3 separate regions of the Macaca mulatta genome follow, and regions 2 and 3 are each linked to region 1. Evidence: chromatin contacts called from public Hi-C data. All regions are on one chromosome and are shown on one strand. Each heading gives the region's core, a stretch centred on a gene start, on an enhancer-like site or on the middle of the called end of the contact. The rest is flanking DNA. Distances are from core to core; before and after follow the strand shown. Region 1 holds the start of DPF2 (double PHD fingers 2). Region 2 holds the start of TM7SF2 (transmembrane 7 superfamily member 2). Region 3 holds the start of SCYL1 (SCY1 like pseudokinase 1).

The links. A called contact is a pair of places that touch in the nucleus more often than the background predicts.
Region 2: a contact with region 1 is called in a Hi-C map of fetal cortex germinal zone, with 2.7 times the contacts expected there. The contact joins the promoter of TM7SF2 here to the promoter of DPF2 in region 1. A contact is called at or near these places in 2 of 14 Hi-C or Micro-C datasets (fetal cortex germinal zone and fetal cortical plate).
Region 3: a contact with region 1 is called in a Hi-C map of liver, with 2.1 times the contacts expected there. The contact joins the promoter of SCYL1 here to the promoter of DPF2 in region 1. A contact is called at or near these places in 2 of 14 Hi-C or Micro-C datasets (fetal cortex germinal zone and liver).

The regions. Positions count from the first base shown.
Region 1 is chr14:9,063,695-9,067,945 of T2T-MMU8v2.0, reverse strand. DPF2 (double PHD fingers 2) reads left to right here and starts at 2,492. Exons shown (of 11, transcript XM_077962410.1): 1 at 2,492-2,534. The coding sequence starts at 2,503.
Region 2 is chr14:9,265,353-9,269,603 of T2T-MMU8v2.0, reverse strand. TM7SF2 (transmembrane 7 superfamily member 2) reads left to right here and starts at 1,713. Exons shown (of 11, transcript XM_015113808.3): 1 at 1,713-1,845; 2 at 2,070-2,240; 3 at 2,676-2,872; 4 at 2,972-3,026; 5 at 3,383-3,577; 6 at 3,649-3,752. The coding sequence starts at 1,776. VPS51 (VPS51 subunit of GARP complex) reads left to right here. Exons shown (of 10, transcript XM_077962308.1): 7 at 1-90; 8 at 657-778; 9 at 869-956; 10 at 1,501-1,883. The coding sequence ends at 1,761. It overlaps LOC144334123 (a long non-coding RNA gene), which reads right to left and starts at 370. Exons shown (of 2, transcript XR_013403575.1): 1 at 1-370.
Region 3 is chr14:8,868,063-8,872,313 of T2T-MMU8v2.0, reverse strand. It overlaps SCYL1 (SCY1 like pseudokinase 1), which reads left to right and starts at 1,747. Exons shown (of 18, transcript XR_013403556.1): 1 at 1,747-1,928; 2 at 2,236-2,376; 3 at 2,583-2,705; 4 at 2,786-3,012; 5 at 3,456-3,546; 6 at 3,635-3,790.

The DNA.
Region 1 (4,251 bases), core at 1,243-3,742:
AGTGAGCTGAGATCGCACTGCTGCACTTCAGCCTGGGCAACAGAGCAAGACTTTGTCTTGGGAAAAAGAATACACCAGCATCATCTCTGGGTTTTTCTTCCAAGCTGCTAACACCTATTCTGCATGTTTTGAAACTGGTGCAGGGTTAGCAATGACAAATACCTCACAACTCTCATCTGCTAAATATGATTTTAAGACATAGGAGGCCCGGCGCAGTGGCTCACACCTGTAATCCCAGCACTTTGGGAGGCCGACGCAGGTGGATCACGAGGCCAGGAGTTCGAGACCATCCTGGCTAACACGGTGAAACCCCATCGCTACTAAAAATACAAAAAATTAGCCAGGTGTGGTGGCGGGCGCCTGTAGTCCCAGACACCCGGGAGGCTGAGGCAGGAGAATGGCGTGGACCCGGGAAGCGGAGCTTGCAGTGAGCCAAGATCGTGCCACTGCACTCCAGCATGGGCGACAGAGAGACTCCACCTCAAAAACAAACAAAACAAACAAAGACATAGCAATGGTAACATGTGTCCTGCTTCTGAAATATTAAAATGAGGGGGGAGAATATGTGCATCTTGGAATTGGTGAAATAAGGTATATTGGAAAAATGATAGCCAGTGTGGTGGCTCACGCCTGAAATCCCAGCACTTTGGGAGGACGAGGCAGGCGGATCACTTGAGGTCAGGAGTTTGAGACCAGCCTGGCCAACGTGATGAGACCCCATCTCTACTAAAATTACAAAAATTAGCTGGGCATGATGGCGGGAGCCTGTTATCCCAGCTACTCGGGAGGCTGAGGCAGGAGAATCACTTGAACCTGGAAGGTGGAGGCTGCAGTGAGCTGAGATTGCACCACTACACTGCAGCCTGGGCACCAAGAGCAAACTCTCTCAAAAAAAAAAGGAAAAGAAAAGAAAAATGACAAGTACCAATGACCAAGCCCTGAGGACTCTGACAGAGACTGAACAGAGGAAGAGGGTGAAAGGAAATGCCAGTGGGGAAGGACAGCCAGGAGGGAAAGGCGTCTCAAAGATCTGGAGAAGAGTTTGAAAAGCAGAGAGTGGCCAACGGTGTAATGGGGGTCGACAGGCCCATGAGGACAGAAAATAGATCTCTAAATCTGCTGAAAGGGAGGTCGTGGTGACAGGAGCTGTTTCAAGTGAACAGGTGGGAACAAAGTTCCCATTAAACTGGATGGAAGCGGGACCTAGAAACAAGGTAACAGAGATAGGGAGTACTATTTGCTTTTAAAGGGTGAAAAGAGGTGATAGTTGAAGATTGACTTGGGCTGTTTTTTGGTTTTTGGTTTTTGGTTTTTTTGAGACAGAGTTGGCTTTGTTGCCCAGGCTGGAGTGCAGTGGCACAATCATGGCTCACTCACCTTCGACCCTCCTGTGCTCAAGCAATCCTGTCACTTCAGCCTCTAGAGTAGCTGGGAACACAGGTGCACGCCACCACATCCGGGTAATTTTTAAATTTTTAGTAGCGAAGAGGCCTCGATATGTTGCCCAGGCTGGTCTCGAACTCTTGAGCTCAAAGCAATCCTCCTGCCTCTGCCTCCCACGGTGCTGGGAGCCACTGTGACTGCCCTCCTCCTGCTCTTTTTTTTTTTTTTTTTTTTTTTTTTTTTGAGACAGAGTCTCGCTCTGTCTTCCAGGCTGGAGTGCAATGGCATGATCTCAGCTCACTGCAACCTCCACCTCCCAGGTTCAAGCGATTCTCCCCCTTCAGCCTCCCGAGTAGCTGGGATTATAGGTACCTGCCATCATGCCGGGCCAATTTTTGTATTTTTAGTAGAGATGGGGGTTTCACCACGTTGGCCAGGCTGGTCTCGAACTCCTGACCTCAGGTGATCCACCCGCCTCGGCCTCCCAAAGTGCTGGGATTACAGGCCTGACCCACCGCGCCCGGCTCCTGCTCTTATTTTTTTATTTTATTTATTTATTTTTTTGAGACCGAGTCTGGCTCTGTCGCCCAGGCTGGAGTGCAATGGCGCAATATCGGCTCACTGCAAGCTCCGCCTCCCGGGTTCACGCCATTCTCCTGCCTCAGCCTCCCGAGTAGCTGGGACTACAGGCGCCCGCCACCACGCCCGGATAATTTTTTGTATTTTTAGTAGCGATGGGGTTTCACCCTGTTAGCCAGGATGGTCTCGATCTTCTGATCTCGTGATCCGCCCGCCTCGGCCTCCCGAAGTGCTGGGATTACAGGCGTGAGCCACCGCCCCCGGCACCGCCTCCTGCTGCTCTAAATAGAAGAGGCGGCCCTCGAACCGAAGCTCCGGGACGCACGCCAGTCTCCGGTTGCGCCTGCGCGTCGGGCTCCCGTGGGGTCCTACCCGGCCCCCGGGAACAGGCCTAAAGTTCTTTCTTCGGTGCTCGCTCTCGTGCGCGCGCCCGGACGGCGCCTGCGCAGAGGGCGAGGAACCTGGTACCCCGGTGCGGTCCCGGCGCCTGCGCGCTGCGGACTTTGGGGCCTCCCGGCCCGAGGGAGAGGAGCAGGGAAGATGGCGGCTGTGGTGGAGAATGTAGTGAAGCTGTGAGTGGTGGTTTCTTTCTCTCCTAGGGCGGCAGGTTTTGTAAAGGGCCTGGGAGTAGGGGGCTGTGGGGAAAGGGACTAGGCGGAGAGAGGGACATCCCCGGGAAGGCCATGTTGCGACTCCTGGTGGGGAGGGCAATAGGAGACTCCGGAGAAGACGTTGCGCTTCTTTGGAAACTTGTGGAGGCCCTGATGGGGGCACACTGGAGCCCCGACGGGCAGCCTCTCTGCTGGGCTGTGTGGCCTCAGCGTTCCTCGGGGCTGACGGTTTCCAGAGCATGGCGCCCTGCCTGCACGCGAGACTCACCGTCCCGGTCCTCTCCCGAGACGCCTCAGTCCGGAGGAGCGGGGCCGAGGCCCGGGCGGCCCCACGGCTAACCCGCCGCCCATCCCGCCCCGTCCCGTCCGCTGCAGCAACAGGCTCGGTGGCCCCTGTGGGGTGCACTGCGGGGCTGGCTGTTTCAGTTCCAAGCAGCCCCGTGATGTTTGGGAGGATCTTGGGTGGCAGGTACCTAAGACTACAAATATTCTTGGGAAGCATTTGTCGAGGAGCGGATCCAAAAGGGGAGTGGGCCTTGGCGCCTTCCAGTGGCAACCATCAAAAACCTGCAACTGAACCAAAGCCGTTCAGGACAGCTTAGTAGCCTAAAGGGGCATCTAAGTGGGCATTCTTCCTATGATGCGATACCGTTGTGCTGGTCAGATTTCAAGCAAAGTTAAAGTTAATAGCTGTTGGGGCCATGGACACTGACCTATGAACTGCTTCCTGTGAGTTAAAGATACTTTGGGACTGACTTGATTTATTCCTACAGGAGAATCAGAATGAGTTTTAGATTGGGTTAATGCCCGGTGGGCGAATAGAGCTTCTTTTAATGGGTATATTGGGCTTGGTGCAAGGGTGGGAAAATTGAGTGGTGTCTAACTGTCCAGTCAGGGTTTTTGGATTTTGGCTGGGTGATGAGGTAAAGGTTCGGTAAGTATTCTAAGGGACTCACAGCTTCTCATCTGTCTTTGTCGTGGCCTGAGCCCCTCTCTTCCTAGGGGCCTTTTTAAAGAGTAAGTTGCTTCTCCCTCCTGCCTGAAGCCTTTTCTTTGAGAATGCTTTCCCACTTCCATTAAGCTAAGTGCCTTTCCTCCTCTTGTGGTTTTTTTTTTAAGTTGCTTTCTGCTCTATCCTGCTGTCTCTTTCAGCCACCCCTCCTCCCAACACTATTGTCTTTCTGATCTGCCCACTCCAGTTTCCCCAGCTCTCTCTTCAGGCTGACATTTTTCTCAATTTAGAAATGACACTGTTGATCTACCATTTATCCAGTTATCCTTTCTGACTCAGATGTTCTTTCTTTGTTTCCCTGTGTCTTTGTTGACTTCCTTCATCCCATTGTAAGGGGATGTTTTACACAAGTTTCTCCAAAAATAAAAAGAAAGATTCTCATTGTACTGGAGGAGTATCAGACTTGCCTAGGTTTTGAGAGTTAAACGTAGTGAGGCTCTTTGTGTTGGAAGGTTTTCCTCGGGGAAATAGGGTTGCCAGTGCTTTCAAGTTGTGTCATAAGTGAGGGGTTGCCCATTTAAACAGAGCATGACATCTTGTTTCTCTTTGAAAAACTGTAGAGGTTGTGAGCATCACCAGCCACTAATTCCTGAATGCCAGTAATGAGAAACCAACTCTCTCCTCCTCATTTCTAGCTGCACAGGGCCTCAGATCACAATTAATACG
Region 2 (4,251 bases), core at 464-2,963, 200 kb before region 1:
ACTCGGGACTGGCTCAGCACTCTGGAGCCGCGTAATGTGCGGGCCGTCATGAAGCGGGTGGTGGAGGATACCACCGCCATCGACGTGCAGGTGCTGCCCAGGCTGGCTGGCGGAGCCCTGACGCAGGCTGGGGGTGCTGTCCCTTCAAGAGGGGCTGGGGAAGCAGAGGATCACTAGCAGTCTCTGCCTGGAGGAGGGGACATGTGTATCTGGGCTTCTTAAGGGGCCAGTTCTGTAGCCAGGGCGTCCGTGAGGGAACCCCAGGGGAACAAGTCTCCAAGGATGAAGACGAAAGGGGCTGGGCAGTGCCTATGTCCACGGTCTTGTTCCTCCTCAGCCCAGGATTATGACATCTTCGCCCCTATTTTACCTGTGGAGAAGCAGAGGCTCAGGGTTACCCAGGAAGTCAGGGCAGGGTTGGTGCTGGTGCCCATGCTGAGGCTGAAGATTAGACCTCAGACCAACTCTTGTGTCCTGCCTTTGCCCCACTCCACTGGTTCTATAAATAGCGACCACGTACCTACTAAATAGCAGGCCTGGTGGTGACTACCCTGTTATTCTTGTAATGCTTGAGTAGCTGACTTAGGGCATCCTCAGCACCGATGGGCGGTTTCCCCTGGCTCTGGCCTCCTTGCAGTACCCCTTTTTACCACCAGGTGGGGCTTCTGTACGAAGAGGGTGTTCGCAAGGCCCAGAGCAGCGACTCCAGCAAGAGGACCTTCTCCGTGTACAGCAGCTCTCGGCAGCAGGGCCGCTACGCCCCCAGCTATACCCCCAGGTCTGGCTGGCCAGGGGAGCCCCAGGGGAAAGGGACAAAAGAGGGCGAAGGTGCAGAGCGGGCTCTGATTCCTTGTCTCCCCCAATCCAGTGCCCCGATGGACACCAACCTCTTGAGCAATATCCAGAAGCTATTCTCTGAACGTATTGATGTGTTCAGCCCTGTGGAGTTCAACAAGGTCCGACTTCCAGCGTGACTCAGACTTCCAGGGAGCCCGGGGAGGGTTGGCTGGAGCAGCCCCACACCTGCCCAAGGAGCTCCAGGACTCTGTGACCAACTGGGGGTGACCCTGACCCTCCAGTCTCTGTCTCTAGGGCTGTTCTTAGGTAGTACAGAGTGCCCTGCCCCCAAATCCCACAGCCATTGTCCCAACCTTCGTGTGTGCCCAGCCTGAGTCTCTGGGTGCTGACCTGGGATGACTCTGCCCTTGTCCTTATCCCCACAGTAGTCTTGGGGCCTTCCCAGGGTTTTCTGTTCACCCATGGTTCCTGCCCCACCTCACCCCAAGCTCAGGGATGCCTCTGATTGCTGGGCCCTACCTGTCCCCTGCCCTCCAGATGACGGCGCTAATATTGTATCCCTCCGCTCTTATCTGGCCCTGGAGACTTTCTGCCTCATCCCAGCTACTTCCATCGTATGTCTCCCTGGCCCCTGCTTGGAACTTGGGTGACCCCCCCAACACCTGCTGTCCCCAAGCTGCATCCCTGTGTACCTGTCTGCAGGTGTCGGTGCTGACTGGCATCATCAAGATCAGCCTGAAGACGCTGCTGGAGTGTGTGCGGCTGCGCACCTTTGGGCGCTTCGGGCTGCAGCAGGTGCAAGTGGACTGCCACTTTCTGCAGCTGTACCTGTGGCGTTTTGTGGCCGACGAAGAACTGGTGCACTTGCTGCTAGACGAAGTGGTGGCCTCGGCTGCCCTGCGCTGCCCAGACCCTGTGCCCATGGAGCCCAGTGTGGTCGAGGTCATCTGCGAGCGCGGCTAGGCGCAGCCGCTGCCATGCACAGGCCTGTCCCGGCGCCCCATGGCACCCAGGCTCTGGTCTCCACCCGGTGGTCCCCGCAGGCAGGTGTCAGGACCTACCTAATAAACATATGTGGCCTCCTCCTCTCGCTTGCTGGGCGGGCCTTTCCGAGGGCGGGGTTTTGAAGCTGAGGCTTCTGAGGCGCCCGCGTCGGGTCCGCCCCTGAGTGCCGATTGGCTGGTGTGCTGGGCCCAGGATGGGCAGGGGGCGGGTCCATTTAAAAACCCTGGGACAAGAGCGGTCCTTGTCTGCACTCGGTGTCCAGGCAGGTGCAGGCGCCGCGGGGCCGGATCCTCCGCGCGGACAAGTCCATCTCCTGGGAAATGGGGCGGACTGTGTTTCCTTGACCGACTATTGTGAGCGCCCTCTCTCCGGCGGAGCGGAGACCATGGCCCCTCCTGAGGGCCCCCGGGCCCCGCTGGAATTCGGAGGGCCCCTGGGTAATGGGGCAGCGAGAAGGGACCTGGGGCAAAGGCTGAGCGAAGGAGAGCTGGAGGGGGTGAACTAAGAGCGGAGACAGGATCTGAGGATGGAAGGTTTTGCGGGTGTCCGAGGCAGAGGGACCCGGGGGTTTGCAGCGAAGGTGTCTGGAGAGGGAGAGCTGAGCAGGGGTCAGTTCTGGGGGCTGCAGAACGGGGATTTATGGTGTCGACTGGGAGCAGGAGGAGGGTCTTCGAGGGGGGAGCGGGGGACCAAGATGGACGCCTGGGAAGGGAACTGGGAGGCAGCGGGGTGCCTGAGGGCTGAGGAGGGGTGCAGAGGCACACTCTGGGAATGCCGAAAGGGTCCCGCAGAGACGTCAGAGCGCCCGTGGGGGACGGGGCGGGAGCTGGGGCGCTGGGGGCGGACGCCCGATGTGATGGCCCATCCCGCAGGCGCCGCGGCTCTGCTGCTGCTGCTGCCCGCCACCATGTTCCACCTGCTCCTGGCGGCCCGTTCGGGCCCCGCGCGCCTGCTGGGTCCACCCGCGTCCCTGCCTGGGCTGGAGGCGCTGTGGAGCCCACGGGCGCTGCTGCTGTGGCTCGCCTGGCTCGGCCTGCAGGCGGCGCTCTACCTACTGCCGGCGCGCAAGGTGCGGGCGCCGCTCGCGCACGCTCGGGGGAGGGAGTCGGAGGGGCTCGGCGAGGGAGAGGACGCCCCGGGCCTTATCAGAGCCCCCTTGGACCCGCAGGTGGCTGAGGGGCAGGAATTGAAGGACAAGAGTCGCCTGCGCTATCCGATTAACGGTGCCTGGGGGACGGGCCCTCGCGCTGGAGTTAAGCGGCCGGGGGTGGAGCTCCAGCCCTAGCGGGGAGGTCCACGGAGATTGGCCCCCACCCCAGGCTCCTTTGTATGCCTCTTTGCGAGCCCTAGGACAGACGCCGGGGGCTCGCCCTAAGCCCCTCGTCCCCACACCCTTACCCCATTTACTGCTACACTGTGCACCACAGCAGTGGCTGGGGTGATCCTCTGAAGGCCAGGGTGGCAGCCTAATGCTTGGGGCAGGGTCTGCGGCCCCCCTGAGTTTTGGGCTCTGTGTGTGTTCGCAGGGTGGGGATGTGGAGGCGTGCAGCCCCAGGGCTCACTGTGTGCTGTGGTTTAGGCTTCCAGGCCCTGGTGCTGACAGCCCTGTTGGTGGGGCTGGGGGTGTCAGCGGGGCTGCCTCTGGGGGCGCTCCCGGAAATGCTCCTGCCTTTGGCGTTTGTCGCCACCCTCACCGCTTTCATCTTCAGCCTCTTTCTCTACATGAAGGCGCAGGTAGCCCCAGTTTCGGCCCTGGCACCTGGGGGGATCTCAGGTGAGAGGGGTTCTAGGGGTGGAGATGGAGGCAGATCGGGGCGTCTGCCTGTACTCTCCAATATTCTCCAGGCAATCCGATTTACGACTTTTTTCTGGGACGGGAGCTCAACCCTCGTATCTGTTTCTTCGACTTCAAATATTTCTGTGAACTGCGACCTGGCCTCATCGGCTGGGTATGTTGGGCTTGACTGAGCTGGCCTAAGGCCAGGGGGAGGGTTAGGGTGGGTGAGCAGCGCTTGGGCAGGGCAGGGCCAAAACTGTGCAGACACGCATCATTAATCATTCCTATTCCACAAACATTTGTTAAATCCACCTGTGCCCTAGGCACTGCTCTAGGTACTGGGAGACAAAAATAAAGTTAGAGGCAAGAAAAACATCTTTGCCGCAGAGAGCCTACATTCTGGTGGGAAAGACTGACAAAAAATAAGTAAAGTATATATAGCATGTCAGGGATAACATCAGGAGAGCACGTGCAATTCTCAACAGCAGTCAAGCACAAAATCTATTTCCAGGGAGTGACCGCATGCTGCTTGGTGGTCAAAGCAGTGCACAACCTGAAATTGATCACTGGGTTTAGCAACCTACCCGTCACTGGTGGCCTTGACAACATTCCAACTGTGATCTCTGGTTCTGTGGCCAAGATGACCCAAAGAGACTCTTGGGCAAGGCCTC
Region 3 (4,251 bases), core at 498-2,997, 190 kb after region 1:
ACCACCAAGACGTGGAGACCAGTAGTGGCCCCGAATGCCTGGCTGCGCTGATATTTATTGGATACAAGACAAAGGGCAGGGTAAGGAGTGAGAGCCATCTCAATGATAGGTAAGGTCACATGAGTCACATGTCTACTGGAGAGCGGGCCCTTCCCTGTTTGGCAGCTGAGGCAGAGAGAAAGAGAGGAGAGAGACAGCTTACGCCGTTATTTCTGCGTATCAGAGACTTTTAGTCCTTTCACTAATTTGCTACTGTTATCTAAAAGGCAGAGCCAGGTGTACAGGATGGAACATGAAGGCAGACTAGGAGTGTGACCACTGAAACACAGCATCACATGGAGATGGTTAGGCCTCTGGATAACTGTGGGTGTTATCCACAAGAGGTGGAGGAGCAGAGTCTTTTCTGAACTCCTCCCGGGAAAGGGAGTCTCCCTTTCCCGGTCTGCTAAGTAACGGGTGCTTTTCCTTGACACTGACGCTACCACTAGACCACAGCCCACTTGGTAACGCTGTCCACTTGGTAACGCCAGACGCTGGCGTTACCACTAGACCAAAGAGCCCTCTGGTGGCCCTGCCCGGGCATAACAGAAAGCTCGCACTCCTGTCTTCTGGTCACTTCTCACTATGTCCCCTCAGCTCCTATCTCTGTATGGCCTGGTTTTTCCTAGGTTATGATTGTGGAGCAAGGATTATTATAATATTAGAGTAAATGCTATAGACTAATGATTAATGATATTCATATATAATCATATCTATTATCTATATCTAGTATAACTATTATTTTGTATATTTTATTATACCGGAACAGCTCGCGCCCTCGATCTCTTGCCTCGGCACCTGGGTGGCTTGCCACCCACACCTGGGTCCTGAGACCCTACCTGCAGAGGAACCACCGCCTGTCCAGCCCCTCCTACACAGCTCAGGGGCTGGATCCCCACCAGTGTGATGTGCTGATTGAGCTAACACCACTCCATGGCTGTCCGCACAGGCACTGAGAGATGCAAGCTGTTTGCCTGAGAGCCGGACAGCTGAGCCCTGGAGAGCAGGGGCCCCTCCCAGGCCTTTGACCTCTTCCGGACTTGCCAAGCTGCTCCTTCTCCACCCCTCCTTCCCTGGGGTCACTTCTTCTTCCCTCCTCAGTCTCTCCTTCCTCCATTTCCTGGGTGACCGCCCCTGCCCCGGGGTTCTGGACCTCCTTGGAACCTTGGATTCACTCTCTGCCTCTCACCATGCTCTTTCTCTGGGGCGTCTCCTCGTGCTTCTCTCCTGGTCACTTCATCAGTACCGACTCCTCCCCGCAGCTTGGAGGCACCCACTTGCTGGTGGGAGAGAGTGTCTGGCGTGGGGCCAGTCTCCCTCTTTGGGTCTCTGACTCACTCCTCACTGTGCCCTCTCATGCGTGTCAGTCTCCCTACCTCTCTCCCTTTTTGCCTCGTTTTCCCCATCCGTCTGTCCCTTCTAAAGCTCTCATTCTTACAATACGCTAGAAGGCAGGCTCTATTATCCCGCCCCTAAGGGTTCACAGGCTTGGAGGGTTCTAAGTGACTTACCCGGCGGCGGAGTACTGATCTTAGTACCGCCTGCCGCCCCGGACTAGCCCCGGCCTCTCCCCACCCTTCCCTAGGTCCCGTCCCCTCCCCTCTCCCGCTCCTCACTTGGCCCCGCCCCTTCCCGCCCCAACTCAGGTTCTGCCCCACCCCGCCCCCGCGCCCCGCCCCCATCCGACGCAGGCCCCGCCCCCTCTCCGCCCCGCCCCGGCTCGGGCGGCCGGAGGACCCGGAGCTAAGGCTCCCGAGCCCGCGGCGGCGGTGGGTACGATGTGGTTCTTTGCTCGGGACCCGGTCCGGGACTTTCCGTTCGAGCTCATCCCGGAGCCCCCAGAGGGCGGCCCGCCCGGGCCCTGGGCCCTGCACCGTGGCCGCAAGAAGGTGAGTGCGACCGAGCTCCGTAGGCCGCGGCCGACCTGGGCCTTGCCTAGTCCGCGCCGCCGGCCCCGCCGCGTCGCGCCCGGCCTGACGTGGCGGCGGAGCCTCGGGGTAGCGGGCCGGGGAGGGGGCGGGCAGTGCCTACGTGGCGGGCGGAGGGACCGAGGGACCGACAGGCGGACAGGGCCGGGGTCACGTGGGCCCGGCGAAGTGTCCCTAAGGCTGACCTGGGACAGCCTGGGCTGCCGGCCCTTGTCTCCGGCAACACAACAGCTCTGGGACCATCTCAGGCCCCGCTGCCCTCCCCCAGGCCACAGGCTGTCCCGTGTCCATCTTCGTCTATGATGTGAAGCCTGGCGCGGAAGAGCAGACCCAGGTGGCCAAAGCTGCTTTCAAGCGCCTCAAAACTCTACGGCATCCCAACATCCTGGCTTACATCGATGGACTGGAGGTACCCGCTGCCTTGCCTGCCCGTCTCTGCCTCTCACTATCTCCTGGTTACCCACTCCTGTCTCCCTTCCTGCCCTGTTTCCACCCTATGTGCCCCAGCACCCCCAGATTTGGTTTCCTCTTCCCCATCTCTCCCCACTTCAAGTCACTTATCTCTCCTTCCTCTCTGCCTCTCTGCCCTTGATAACCCTGTGTCCCCTTCCCCAGACAGAAAAATGTCTCCACGTCGTGACAGAGGCTGTGACTCCGTTGGGAATATACCTCAAGGCGAGAGTGGAGGCTGGTGGCCTGAAGGAGCTGGAGATCTCCTGGGGGCTACACCAGATTGTGGTGAGGTGGGGGGCAGTGGTGATGAGAGCAGGGATGGGGGGTTGCAGGTACTGGGGCGTGATGGCTCCTTCTGCCCCCAGAAAGCCCTCAGCTTCCTGGTCAACGACTGCAGCCTCATCCACAACAATGTCTGCATGGCCGCCGTGTTCGTGGACCGAGCTGGCGAGTGGAAGCTTGGGGGCCTGGACTACATGTATTCAGCCCAGGGCAACGGTGGGGGACCTCCCCGCAAGGGGATCCCCGAGCTTGAGCAGTATGACCCCCCGGAGTTGGCTGACAGCAGTGGCAGAGTGGTCAGAGAGAAGTGGTGGGTACTCTCTCTGAGTACTAGGGGCAGCGCGCCCCAAGCTGCCCTGTCCTGGAGGCCCCTGCAGCCTCAGGACTTCTAGACTAGTTGGTACTCCCTGTTCCCTGCTGCCTGGCTGGGGAGGGAATCAGTGTCCCAGGAGTGAGGGACACTCCTCTGCCCCCAGGGTCCTCAGGGTGGTAGGGCAGGATGGATGCAGCCTTCGGGGTTGGGTGATTCTGAACTTGAAAGCTCTGTGACCTGGGCAGATGTGCCTACTTTTCTGAGCCTCGGTTTTTTTAATCTGTTAAGTGAGGCTAATGAAACCTGCCTCTTGGGACTGATGGCTCAGCTGAGGGACATTGCCAGGCCCTGGCATGCCGTGAGTGCCTGGTGCCCAAGGCAGGCTGGAGGCCTGTGCAGGTGGTTGGTGGGGCCCTAAGAGCTCTGGGTCACTGCCACAGGTCAGCAGACATGTGGCGCTTGGGCTGCCTCATCTGGGAAGTCTTCAATGGGCCCCTACCTCGGGCAGCAGCCCTACGCAACCCTGGGAAGGTAAGTTTCTTGCCCCTGGCTGTTTGCCCTGCCTCGGCCCCTCTGCCAGCTGGCTACCCCTGCCCTGACACTGACCCCTCCCCTACAGATCCCCAAATCACTAGTACCCCATTACTGTGAGCTGGTGGGAGCGAACCCCAAGGTGCGTCCCAACCCGGCCCGCTTCCTGCAGAACTGCCGGGCACCTGGTGGCTTCATGAGCAACCGCTTTGTAGAGACCAACCTCTTCCTGGAGGAGATTCAGGTGAGCCCCCCAACTCACCCTGGGCTTCGACCCTACCTTTTTCATTCTGCCCCTACCCTGTTTTTCAGGGTATCTCACAATTGACCCTCAGGAGACAAGCATGGACTGTGGAGTTAGGCCAGTCGGGGTTCAAACCCAGGCTCCAGCTCATACTCACTCTGTGACTTCACTTGGCTGAAGTTCAGTCCCAATAATAGTACAGGTTAGCTGGGCACGGTGGCTCAAACCTGTAATCCCAGCACTTTGGGAGGCTGACATGGGCGGATCACAAGGTCAGGAGATCGAGACCATCCTGGCTAACACGGTGAAACCCCGTCTCTACTAAAAAATACAAAAAACTAGCCGGGCGAGGTGGTGGGCGCCTGTGGTCCCAGCTACTCCGGAGGCTGAGGCAGGAGAATGGCGTAAACCCGGGAGGCGGAGCTTGCAGTGAGCTGAGATCCGGCCACTGCACTCCAGCC